Linked DNA regions of Podarcis muralis: region 1 is linked to region 2. A link is a contact called in public Hi-C data. All regions are on one chromosome and are shown on one strand. The core of a region is the stretch at or near the end of the contact, and the rest is flanking DNA. Distances in the headings are between cores, read along the strand shown. Region 1 holds the start of WDFY1 (WD repeat and FYVE domain containing 1). Region 2 holds the start of CUL3 (cullin 3).

Region 1 (5,290 bases), core at 223-2,722, 190 kb after region 2:
GACAGTTCTTCCGGGTCATGTGACCAGCATGACTATGCCACTTCTGGCGCAATGGAACTCCGACATCAGAGCAGCACATGGAAACACCGTTTACCTTCCCACCACAGTGGTACCTATTTATCTACTTGCACTTTGATGTGCTTTCGAACTGCTAGGTTGGCAGGAGCTGGGACCGAAAGACGGGAGCTCACCCCATCGCGGGGATTCAAACCTCCCACCTTTTGATTGGCAAGCCCTAGGCTCTGTGGTTTAGACCACAGTGCCACCCGCGTTACTCCCAGGTAAATGAGTTTAGGATTGCAGTCTTAGGTGATACCCTTACGGGAGACACTTTAGTCTGCAATATGCACATCTAAAAGGCAGCCTTGGTGGTGGTAATGGGGTGAGGGAATGCTTTATCCTGGTGGGAGACCAACACGAATGCTCTACACTTTCTGATTCCTTGTGGGACAGAGAGGTGAGTGGCACTTTCTCAAGTGGATAGGGATGCATCCTTTTCCTTACCCCACCCCTTTAAGTTGGAAAAACAACAACAGCTAAGTGCCAAACCACTGTCACATGCTTTGCATGAAAAAAGGTCCCTATCAGCTACGGTTAAATAACTGCACTGGCAAGCTGCTGCAGTCCTATACAGTGGTACCTCGGGTTACATACGCTTTAGGTTACAGACTCCGCTAACCCAGAAATATTACCTCGGGTTAAGTTGTTTCAGGATAAGAACAGAAATCGTGCGGCAGCAGTGGGAGGCCCCATTAGCTAAAGTGGTGCTTCAGGTTAAGAACAGACCTCCAGAACGAATTAAGTTCTTAACCCGAGGTACCACTGTACATACCATGACTAAGCCCCATTGAATTCAATGGGATTTATCTCTGAGCAGATACTGCACAGCTAGTGATTTTCAGTTCTGCCTGTGAATGGCAGGGTTTTCTGTCCTTTACCAGCTACAGGCTTCCAGAAATCTTAACATTTGCCAGCAAATGTCAGCAGTGGCAGAATTTCAAACACTGCTTTGATCCAGAAAGCGAGTCATACCATATACCATACCATAGAGTTATGCTCTCAGGCTAAAACCCATCGATCTTGGGAGGTCGTGCTGTGAGCTTTGGCTAACTAACTTCTAATATCAGCCGCTGATCATCTACATCTTCATCCGCAGAGGGGGTTGGACTAGATGACCCTCAGGGTCCCTTTCCAACTCTACAATTCTATGAGTCTTATGTATGCTTATTATATACCAGCTGTGGCTGCTTCTGGGCCTGCGAAGTTGCGAGATGGTATCTGCATCACACAGGGGGAATATACGCCCGCCTGGGACAACAAGCCCTTTCGGCGGTGCCTCTACTCTACGTTTTATGGCAGTCTCACGATGCGAGGTTGGGCGCGGCTGCTGCTGCCATTACGGCACCACCCTCTCCCGCGGCTTGGGGAGGAGTGACGTCGTCGTCCGTCGAGCGCGCCTACTCCAGACATTACGGAAGATGTCTGCGCGCTGAAAAGCCTTTTTCCCGGAGTCGCCGCTACACCCGCCACTACGGGCCGCGCTCCCCTGGCCGGTCCGGGCTTTGCGAGATGGCGGCCGAGATCCACTCGCGGCCTCAGAGCAGCCGGCCCGCTCTGCTGAGCAAGATCGAGGGGCACCAGGACGCCGTCAGCGCCGCGCTCATCATCCCCAAGGAGGACGGCATCATCACCGCCAGCGAGGACAGGTGAGAGGGGGACGCCCCGGAGACCCCTTCCCCGCAGCGGGCGGCTGGCAGGCGCTTCTCCCGGGCGAGGGTCGCCCGAGCCCCGGGCGCGGGAGGAAGGGTCCCTCCGCCGCCTCTCTCCCCCGCATCCACCCCCGGGCTCCGCAGCCTATTTCTTCCATTGCAGAGACCCGCCTCTTTCCTCCCCCTTTATAAGGGCGAAGCGCAGCTCCTGAGCATGATTTTTTCTTTTTCTTTTGAGGGGCAGCAAGAATTGGGAGTGGATGGCTCTTATTTTGTCGCCCCCCCTTTTTTGCTCTGAAATCTCGGGGTACAGAATTGTTATTGTGGGGCGGAGAGGAAAGGAGGAGGGACACGCCCCCTGCCCTCTTGCTTGGCTTTTTTTTGGGGGGGGGGGGCTGGTCTGCCTCTGGTGGTGGTGTTCACACGCATCCACTCACCCACCCCAAACTGGAATAAGATCTGCAACAAAATGTAAGAGCATTTCTTTAAAGAAGGAAGAAAAAGTTTTGTACATTGTAGGATCCTATGCAAACGCCTACGCGAAGGAGGGTGGTGCCTTTTTCCTTTTAAAAGGGATACAGACACAAATATAAATATATATCTCAACACTCATATCCACATGCAGGGCCCTGGATGACAACGCTACTCCACTCCCTTCTTCCTCCCCAGACACAGCCAAAAATCCCCAGGGGGTGGTAGCCATGTTAGCCTGCCACAGCAAACATGTGAGTTTGTGGTGGGATGGGAAGCCTTGTGAGACTTAACAGATTTGTTTCCTTGGTGGACTAGACCAGAGCTTGCTTTGTCGGATGCAGGGAGAGCTGCATTCTTGGGCAGCGGCTGCACAGGTGGGTTTGCAAGTGGGCACCTGAGATGGCTAAACAACGGACACCCCCCCCCCCGACTGTGAAATGCAAGGGCAAGTGTTGGGGGGTCGTTTTATATCTTGCTGCGCTGCAGAAAGCCCCTAGGACGCATGCAAACTTGCAGGAAACCTCTCTCTCTCTGTCCTCCCTCTTCCTAAGATTGCCAAGACTGGGGAGTGGTTTTGGCGCTACTTACCCAGTTTAGATTTCTGGTGTAGAGAGTTTGAGACATCAGAATGTAAGAGGAGCCTGCTGGATCAGGTGATCTAGTCCAGCATCCTGTTCTCACAGTGGCCAGCCAGATCCCTCTAGGAAGCTTGCAGGACACCCACACAATAACACTCACCCGTGGGGGAAAGGGAATCAAATAGGGTGATCAGGTATTAACGTTGCTTGTCAGGTATTAATAACCCAAAGCTGTCTCCGGTCCTACATCTGTTCAGCCAGAAAAATCTTCCTTTTTTGTTGCACAGAAGCCACAGCCGAACTGGATAAAAGGAGTAGTGTCAGGCTTTGAAGCTGCCTTGGGTTGTGGCAGGCTTTCATCACACATACATGCACCCCAACTTCTCTGTTTAAGTGAGGGGTGACCTCAGCAGTGACTCTGTACAGTGGGGATAGAAAGAGGCCTGCATACGCATGAAGGCACATTTTTGTTGTTGGCTACATTACACATTTCATGGGTGAGTTCTGATGTTTTCATAGAATCATAGAACTGGATGGGACCCTGAGGATCATCTAGTCCAACCTCCTGCAATGCAGGAATATGCAGCTGTCACTTATGGGCATCAAACCTGCAACCTTGGCGTTGTCAGCACCATTCTCTAACCAACTGAGCTGCCCACGACTCCCATCTTCAAATGTAGGTTGGTTGATTCCTGGTGAATCCAGTCTCTAATGATACCCAAGGAGAGCCCTTAACCAGTCACCCCAGGATTGTTTGGAGAGAAGCAAGTGAGAATTGGGGGGGGGGGGGATGCGCACCAGTTCGGATAGACTGGTGACCTTCCCCCAATGCAGATAGAGAGAGAAACAGACAGGCCAATTTGCTCATTCTATTTGTAGAACTGCCAGAAAACCTTCAGCTTCGGGTAGGAAGGGCAACTTTGAGCTCCCCTGAGACAAAGCTGAGTTCTGTGCAACTTTAATGCTTGCATAACCTTATCTGATGATGGATTATATTTCTGAGTTATTCAGAGAACAAAATATAAAGGCTTTTCTGTCCACCCTCCCCATATTTCACATTATCCCTACATCAAAACACCCCCTGCCCTGTGTGTGCATGCACATGTGTTGGGTGTGTGTGTGTGTGTGTGGAGAGAGAAATGGTTGAATACTGGCACACTGCCTTGAAGCAGAAATAGCCCATCCCATTTACTCAGTCTGGGGAAGCGTCTGACTGTACAGAAATACTTTCTTCCTTCTGCTCTCCCCTCACAAAGACAAAGAGTGCTCATATTCCAGCACAAATACTTTTTCACATTGGTTTGGTTGCTTTAAAAAAACCCATTTTTGTGTCTCCTTAGCCCCTTCACTCCTTCTTTGCCCTACTCTGGCCTGTGAATTTGTTCCTTGAAAGCTTCTCTGACCGCTCTTTATATTGCACCTTTGATTTGCATGGCTGAGTTACAGAGTCAAGTCCTTGATAGCCAAAGTTTAGATTATCTGCTTTGATTTTGCATGCTGCTTTGCACTAACAACATAATTTGCACACGTTCTTCAAGTTGTGTATTGCCAGCTGCCAACCAGCAGGTAACATCGATGTTCAAATTGCCTTTGTCTTCATCATGATGGAGCAGAATTTATAGGGGAATATACATGTTAGTCTTTTAAGCAGATGGCGCACAAGAGAGTGCGTAGAGAAAACTGCCCCACAAAGCTGTGCTTAAGCAATCAAGATAATAATCGGTTTCATCAGACCAAAGGGTTAATTGGTGCTAGTTCCGAAAGCCCTTGGGGATTACAGCATCTGTTGCACAGGATTACATTTAAGCTAAGAGAAGAATGCATGTTTCCTCAAAGTGGATGAACAATGTGGCTCGGCAATACCAGACGAAGCATTTTGATTCTTGGCTTGTTATTCCAAGCAGTGCTTGAAGTGTGCAGAGGGGAAGTTGCTCTTGTTGTTACTCACATGGGTGGAAATTCATCAGCAGACTTCCTAGCACCCAGTAGTGCCATGCACCTTGGGGCCTTGGCCACGCATGCCATCTCATGTCATCCGAGAACTGGGATGGGGGTAGTGGCCAGGTGTGAGCGGTCAGCTGGCAAATCCACCATTCCAGTTGCACCTCAGCCACAAACCTGTTCACTCTCTATTCTCTGATTGTGTATATTCGTTGCCATTTTTGTTGTCAAATGCTCAGACTCTTTTTTATGCTGTTTTGATGCATTGTGTTATTGTGCTCATTCAACAACAATACCTATACACTGCAATGCATTAAAAAATATCACGATTAGGATTTCTCAAAAAATGTTGCCATGGATGAAGCTGGGGTGGAGGGTAGAAGTCTGTTACCTTCACTGTTATCACCGGAATTGTTAAAACATAGTGTGTATTCACAAAGCACCCAAAGGACTGTTCAATTCCACTTCCTTCAATTATTTCATCCTGAAATCAGTCTCTCCATATTTCATCCATCTTCTCTCAATGTACTTCTCACTACACACCTTTTCTCTTGAGCTTTTATTTATTTTGCAGCATTCCCCCCTGCC
Region 2 (5,517 bases), core at 746-3,245:
ATCTCAAACTATGGAGAAGTGCATTTGAAGCAGATGAGGTGCTCCTCATTGTCCCTGTGCAGGATGAAGTACATGGTGTGGGGCCACATGGGTCTTTTCAGTGGTAGCCCCCTGCACGTGAAAGTTCCCCTCTACGGAGAACCCCTTCTACAGTGGTACCTCGCAAGACGAATGCCTCGCAAGACAAAAAACTCGCAAGACGAAAGGGTTTTTTGTTTTTTGAGCTGCTTCGCAAGACGATTTTTCCTATAGGCTTGCTTCGCAAGACGGAAACGTCTTGCAAGTTTGTTTCCTTTTTCTTAACACTGTCAGGGACGCGGACTTATAAAAAATATTGGGGGGGGGGCCGGGAAAGCTCATGAATAATAAATAAGCTCATGAATATGCAAATAAAGTGGCGCCGCCTCCTCGTGAGTGAATAGGGGAGAGCGTGCTGCGCCTATTAATCAGCTCCAAAGGAAATTGGGTGGAGCTTTTGCTCGGGAGGGAGGGCAGGAGGCATGCAGCCCGCCCCTCCCTGTGCATTTTGGGCTGGGAGAGGGGCGGCGATGGCGCTCTGCTGGAGGGGCGCCGGAGATTATTGGGGGGGCGGAGCCCCCCCAAACGAATTTTTGAGGGGGCTCGGGCCCCCTCAAGCCCCATGGAGTCGGCGCCTATGAACACTGTTAATACAGTTGCGACTTGACTTCGAGGAGCAACTCATAGAACGCGTTGTGGTAGCCTTTTTTGAGGTTTTTAAAGACTTTGGTGATTTTTGAAGCTTTTCCAAAACTTTCCCGACACCGTGCTTCGCAAGACGAAAAAAATCGCAAGACGACAAAACTCGCGGAACGAATTAATTTCGTCTTGCGAGGCACCACTGTATTAGTTTCCGGCAGCTAGTTAAGGTACACCTTTTTAGGTGGGCATTTAGAGACCTGATCGGATAAATCGATTAGTTGCTGCTGCTTTTGGTAGATTGTTATTTAGTAAATTGTTATGCAGCTGTTGTTTATTTTAAAGGTTGTGTTAGTTTATTGACTTTATGTATTTGTGTGTGTGTGTGTACACACACTGCCCAATGAAACATCTTGCCTTTCCTTTTCTTGGGATTAATTCACCCAGTCACCTGCATGGGCTTTTTCTGCAGCTCCTTCATCTGGTTTGTATTATTCTGTTTTCTGTAATTACCTTATGGTAGAAAAGCTAGTGTATTGTCAAGTATTGTCAACAGCTAAAATAAAATATCGTTTCCGAAGTATGCCTGGTTGGGGAAAGTTTTGTTTTCTATTTGCTTATGCAACACAGCTGTATCATAACTAATAAAAGTAGTGATGCCTTGTGGGAGACATGGGGTAGGCGGGCAACCTATGACCCTCCAAGTGTTGAGCCATCCCTCAGCATCCCTGACTACCATCGATGCTGACGGGGGCTCCTGAGAATAAGGAGTCTGAGGTAACCCAAGAGCCAAAAGCACCCGTCCCTGGTTCTACGGGAGAAATAGCAGCAGCAGCAGCAGCCACGAATGTGTGTGTGTTTTACATGAGGGCCCAGCAGAAGATGCGCCATTTGGTCCACCGCCAGCCAAACGCCCTTGGCCAGGTACTCAGGGCGAATTGGGGCGGGTGGGGCGCTCCAAACCTCCCGAGTGATTTCCTAAGAGAGGCCTCCAGGCAAGCAACGGGTTAAAAGCGGGTTTAACCGAAACAAACGACCAACCGCACTACGTGCAAACCCGAATCGCCGCCTCCTGCCGCCTGCGTAGCACGTGACAGCTAAATCCACCCACTCGCCGCCTCCTCCGCGCCACCACCCGCCAATCACCAGCACCGCTCGCTCGCCCGCCCGCCTCCTCCAGCTTCCCTAGGGTCAGTGGGAAGAAAGACAACACTCCTTACCTCTCCACCCCCCCCCGCCCCGCGCGCCTCCTATTATCGCGGGAGCCGTTTGGAGCTCTCGCGAGACTTGGCGGCCCCACTCTGCTCCCCCTTCCTCCCTCCTCCCCGCCGACTGCGCTCCTCCCCTTTCCTCCTCCCTCCCCTCCTCTCTCTCTTGCGCCGCCGCCGCCCCCGCCGGATCTGTCTGTGTCTCTGCGTGAGGGGAGGGGGGGCCTGTTCGGCCCTGCGCACTGAGCGATGTTTGGCCGCCATCGCGGCGGAGAAGGAGGAGGAGGCGCAGGAGGCTGAGGGAGCCGCCGCCACCGCCGCCGCCGCGTACAGACGGCCACTTGGGCCTGCCTCGCCTCAACCTCGCCTCTCCGCCCGCCCTCGGAGTGAAGGTCGCCGCCGCCTGAGGGGGGCTTCTCCCCGGCCCCGTTTCCCTCTCCCCGCCCCTCAGGAAAGGGGGGCTCCGCTCCCGCCGGGCCCGAAGATGTCGAACCTGAGCAAGGGGACCGGCAGCCGGAAGGACACCAAGATGCGGATCCGAGCCTTCCCGGTGAGTGAGGGAGCGAGAGGGACGTCGCGGCGCCGGGCCGGGACCGGGGCCTGGCGGCGAGACGAGCCGCCGGCCGCGGCCTTGCGTGCAAGGGAGCCCCCTCTCTTCGTCGCCCGACCTGGCTTGTCACAGGGGCGTCTGTGGGGCGGCGGAGGGAGCGGGCCGCGGGCACTGAGGGGAGGCCCTCCGGGGAGACCCTCAGGAGAGGCTGTCAGCGGGCGGGGAGCCCAAGTTCCCGTCCCAGGAAAGGGAGAGGCAGGTTAGAGGGCCCGGCGGCCCCCCCGCCGCCGCCCCAGGAAAAGGGCTCTGGGGAGATCGCGGCTTTCCCCTCGGGCCCTTGACAATGGCCTGCCTAGTACAGCGCCTGTTATTAAATAATAATAATAATAATGACAATAAATTGCGTGAAGGTCTTAAGAACACACATATACACACACACTCGCCCGAAGAGTCCAACGTCATACTAGTTCTGTATCAACTTCAAACTTGTTGTGTTGTGTTTTTTTTGTCTCGCCAGTATCAATAAAAGAAGCTGAATATTGTAAGGATTTTGACAACGGACAGTTTTTATGACATTTCCCCCGCTCTGTGGGGTTGTCATACGGGGAGGGAGCATTTTCGAGGTGATTTGTAGCATAAATTACCTCATATCTTTCCTGACCGATAGTTGTTTCAGCTGAAGATTGAAAGCCAATGGACACCCAAGATGAAGGCCTGGGTTTGTTTGTTTTTTGTAACGTGTAAAGTTTTTGTTTTTGTTTTAAGGACTTGCTGATTGCCAAAGTACTGGAGTGTTTATACACATACATATATGCTTAAAAGGAGATGTTTGGTTGTACGTTTTTTAGGCTTGAGCAAAAGTTTTTGTTGCGTTTGAGTCAGGAAACTAGTGGCAAATAATTGTTGCCTTCACAAAGAAACTGGCTCTACCTGTTTATGTGAATGAACTAACAACTGTCACCGTCAGCATTTGATCAACCTGCAGTTCCATTCTCAAAATTAAACTTGTATTTATATATTTTAAGTTATTACTGCCCAATCCTATTTACTCAGAAGCCCAATTGAAACCATTAGTGTTTTCTTCCAAGTCAGCATAGTTAGATTAGGAAAATTAACTCTGCAAAAGAGCAACAAAACTTGCTTATTATATATTTACCCTGTTTTTCAGCTAAGATTGACTCCCTGAATGACAATGTAATAGATTCTGAAGATAAAGAGATCTGTGTTTTTAAATAAAGTGCTGTGTTCTTAGGAGCTGTTGAAAGTACAACATGTTAGTCAAGTCAATTTTGAAATGTCTTAAAGTTGGTTTTGGCTGCCTGAATAGCAGTGGGAGATGCTATCATGATAATCAACAATGACAGTTGCTTACAGTGTTTTACAATTATTCTCTAAGTAAAACATATATTACAAGTGTTTCTTGAAGCCTTTTAAATTTGGATGATGAGATTTATGCATCAAACACTTGGTTGTATATGGGAGTTGAACAGATTGAGAGAAACAAAGTTTGCAGTCAGGGTAAACATTTTTCATTTTCCTTTCTTGCAGATGAGCCTATAAAATGTTAGTGGGTGAAGAATGTTCACACAGCCTTCTCACACAAAGTAGAACATTGTTTTCCCTGTAAAAGTGTTTTTTGTTAGCAGTTGTCATAATTGTGGCTCATTCTAGAAAAATATTTTAAAATAGCTATATTTAATGCCTACTTAGTGGGGAGGGTACATAGACATCATGAGCTGAAGATAATTAAAATAACCATTGTTAAAGCAAACTAACAGTAGTCTTCAACATTTTTGGACCTTTAACTCAAAGATGTATTTGGGGACCCAGTTTCTTTGTATTTTTCCCCTTACTACATATGTGCGTTTGTGCATGTTTTTATATGTACCGTATTTTTCGCTCTATAAGACGCACCAGACCACAAGACGCACCTAGTTTTTGGAGGAGGAAAACAAGAAAAAAAATATTCTGAATCTCAGAAGCCAGAACAGCAAGAGGGATCGCTGCGCAGTGAAAACAGCAATCCCTCTTGCTGTTCTGGCTTCTGGGATAGCTGCGCAGCCTGCATTCGCTCCATAAGACACACACATTTCCCCTTACTTTTTAGGAGGGAAAAAGTGAGTATGTATTGTGGTAGTACTGCATTTGTACCCTACCTTGGATCAGACTTATCTGGAACTGAGTCCAACCCACCAGTTGGAGCTAATTTCTAGACAGGTTTATATACAGTGGTACCTTGGTTTAAGAACAGCTTAGTTTATGAACAACTTGAATTAAGAATGCTGCAAACCTGGAAGTAGCCGAACATGTTCCGCTTCCTGTGTAGTGTGTTCCATTTGTAAATTGAGTGCCCCACTGCTATGGGAAAGCACGCCTTGGTTTAAGAACGCTTTGGTTTAAGAACAGACTTCCGGAACGGATTAAGTTCGTAAACCGAGGTACCACTGTATATATAAACTGCCATTCTTTACCATCCAACTTCCAGCAGCAGCAAAACAAAGCAAAAACAACAAAACCTTACGTTTTTACCTTGAGGCATACCTTTTCATGTTTTGGCCTGGAATGGGGAGGGGGAAGCATATTTTTAACTCAGCTCTTTAGAATATCGTGGGGAAGGGTTGCATCTAAATAATTTGACTGAAGGCTGTCAGTAGGCAAGAAGTTGTCACTGAGCTACTGATAGAAGCAAAGATCTTCAGTACATGGGTACCAAGCATGGTGCAACTTATTCAGCAAAAAAGCAGCATTAGAAAATCAAGAGGAATGACAAAAAGATAGATGCCCACAATTCATAGTTGAATTATGGGGATAATTAACCACGATCTACACTAGTTTATACATAAAGTATGTACAATGTAGTATTGATCACATGCTGAGACAGCCTTACTTAGTCCATATATTGACTTTGGATTGGGTTGGTGAAAGTTTTGAATTTGTGCTAGTGGGTTGTAAAATTTTGTGGACAGAATTAATTGTTGCATAAGTAGACTTGCATTTGTGCCTTAACCTTCCTTTCCCTTAAATAACACCCCCAACCTGTTCCCAAAATCCACTCCAGAAGGCCTTCTAGCCTTCTGTTCTACTTGTGCACAAACAGCATAC

What was found. A called contact is a pair of places that touch in the nucleus more often than the background predicts.
Region 1: a Hi-C map of tail shows a contact between it and region 2, with 2.5 times the contacts expected there. The contact joins the promoter of WDFY1 here to the promoter of CUL3 in region 2. A contact is called at or near these places in 2 of 3 Hi-C or Micro-C datasets (blood and tail).

The regions. Positions count from the first base shown.
Region 1 is chr6:30,125,431-30,130,720 of rPodMur119.hap1.1, forward strand. WDFY1 (WD repeat and FYVE domain containing 1) reads left to right here and starts at 1,473. Exons shown (of 12, transcript XM_028731071.2): 1 at 1,473-1,706. The coding sequence starts at 1,570.
Region 2 is chr6:29,935,265-29,940,781 of rPodMur119.hap1.1, forward strand. CUL3 (cullin 3) reads left to right here and starts at 1,996. Exons shown (of 17, transcript XM_028731081.2): 1 at 1,996-2,415. The coding sequence starts at 2,350. All of the region lies in intron 1 of SERPINE2 (serpin family E member 2), which reads left to right.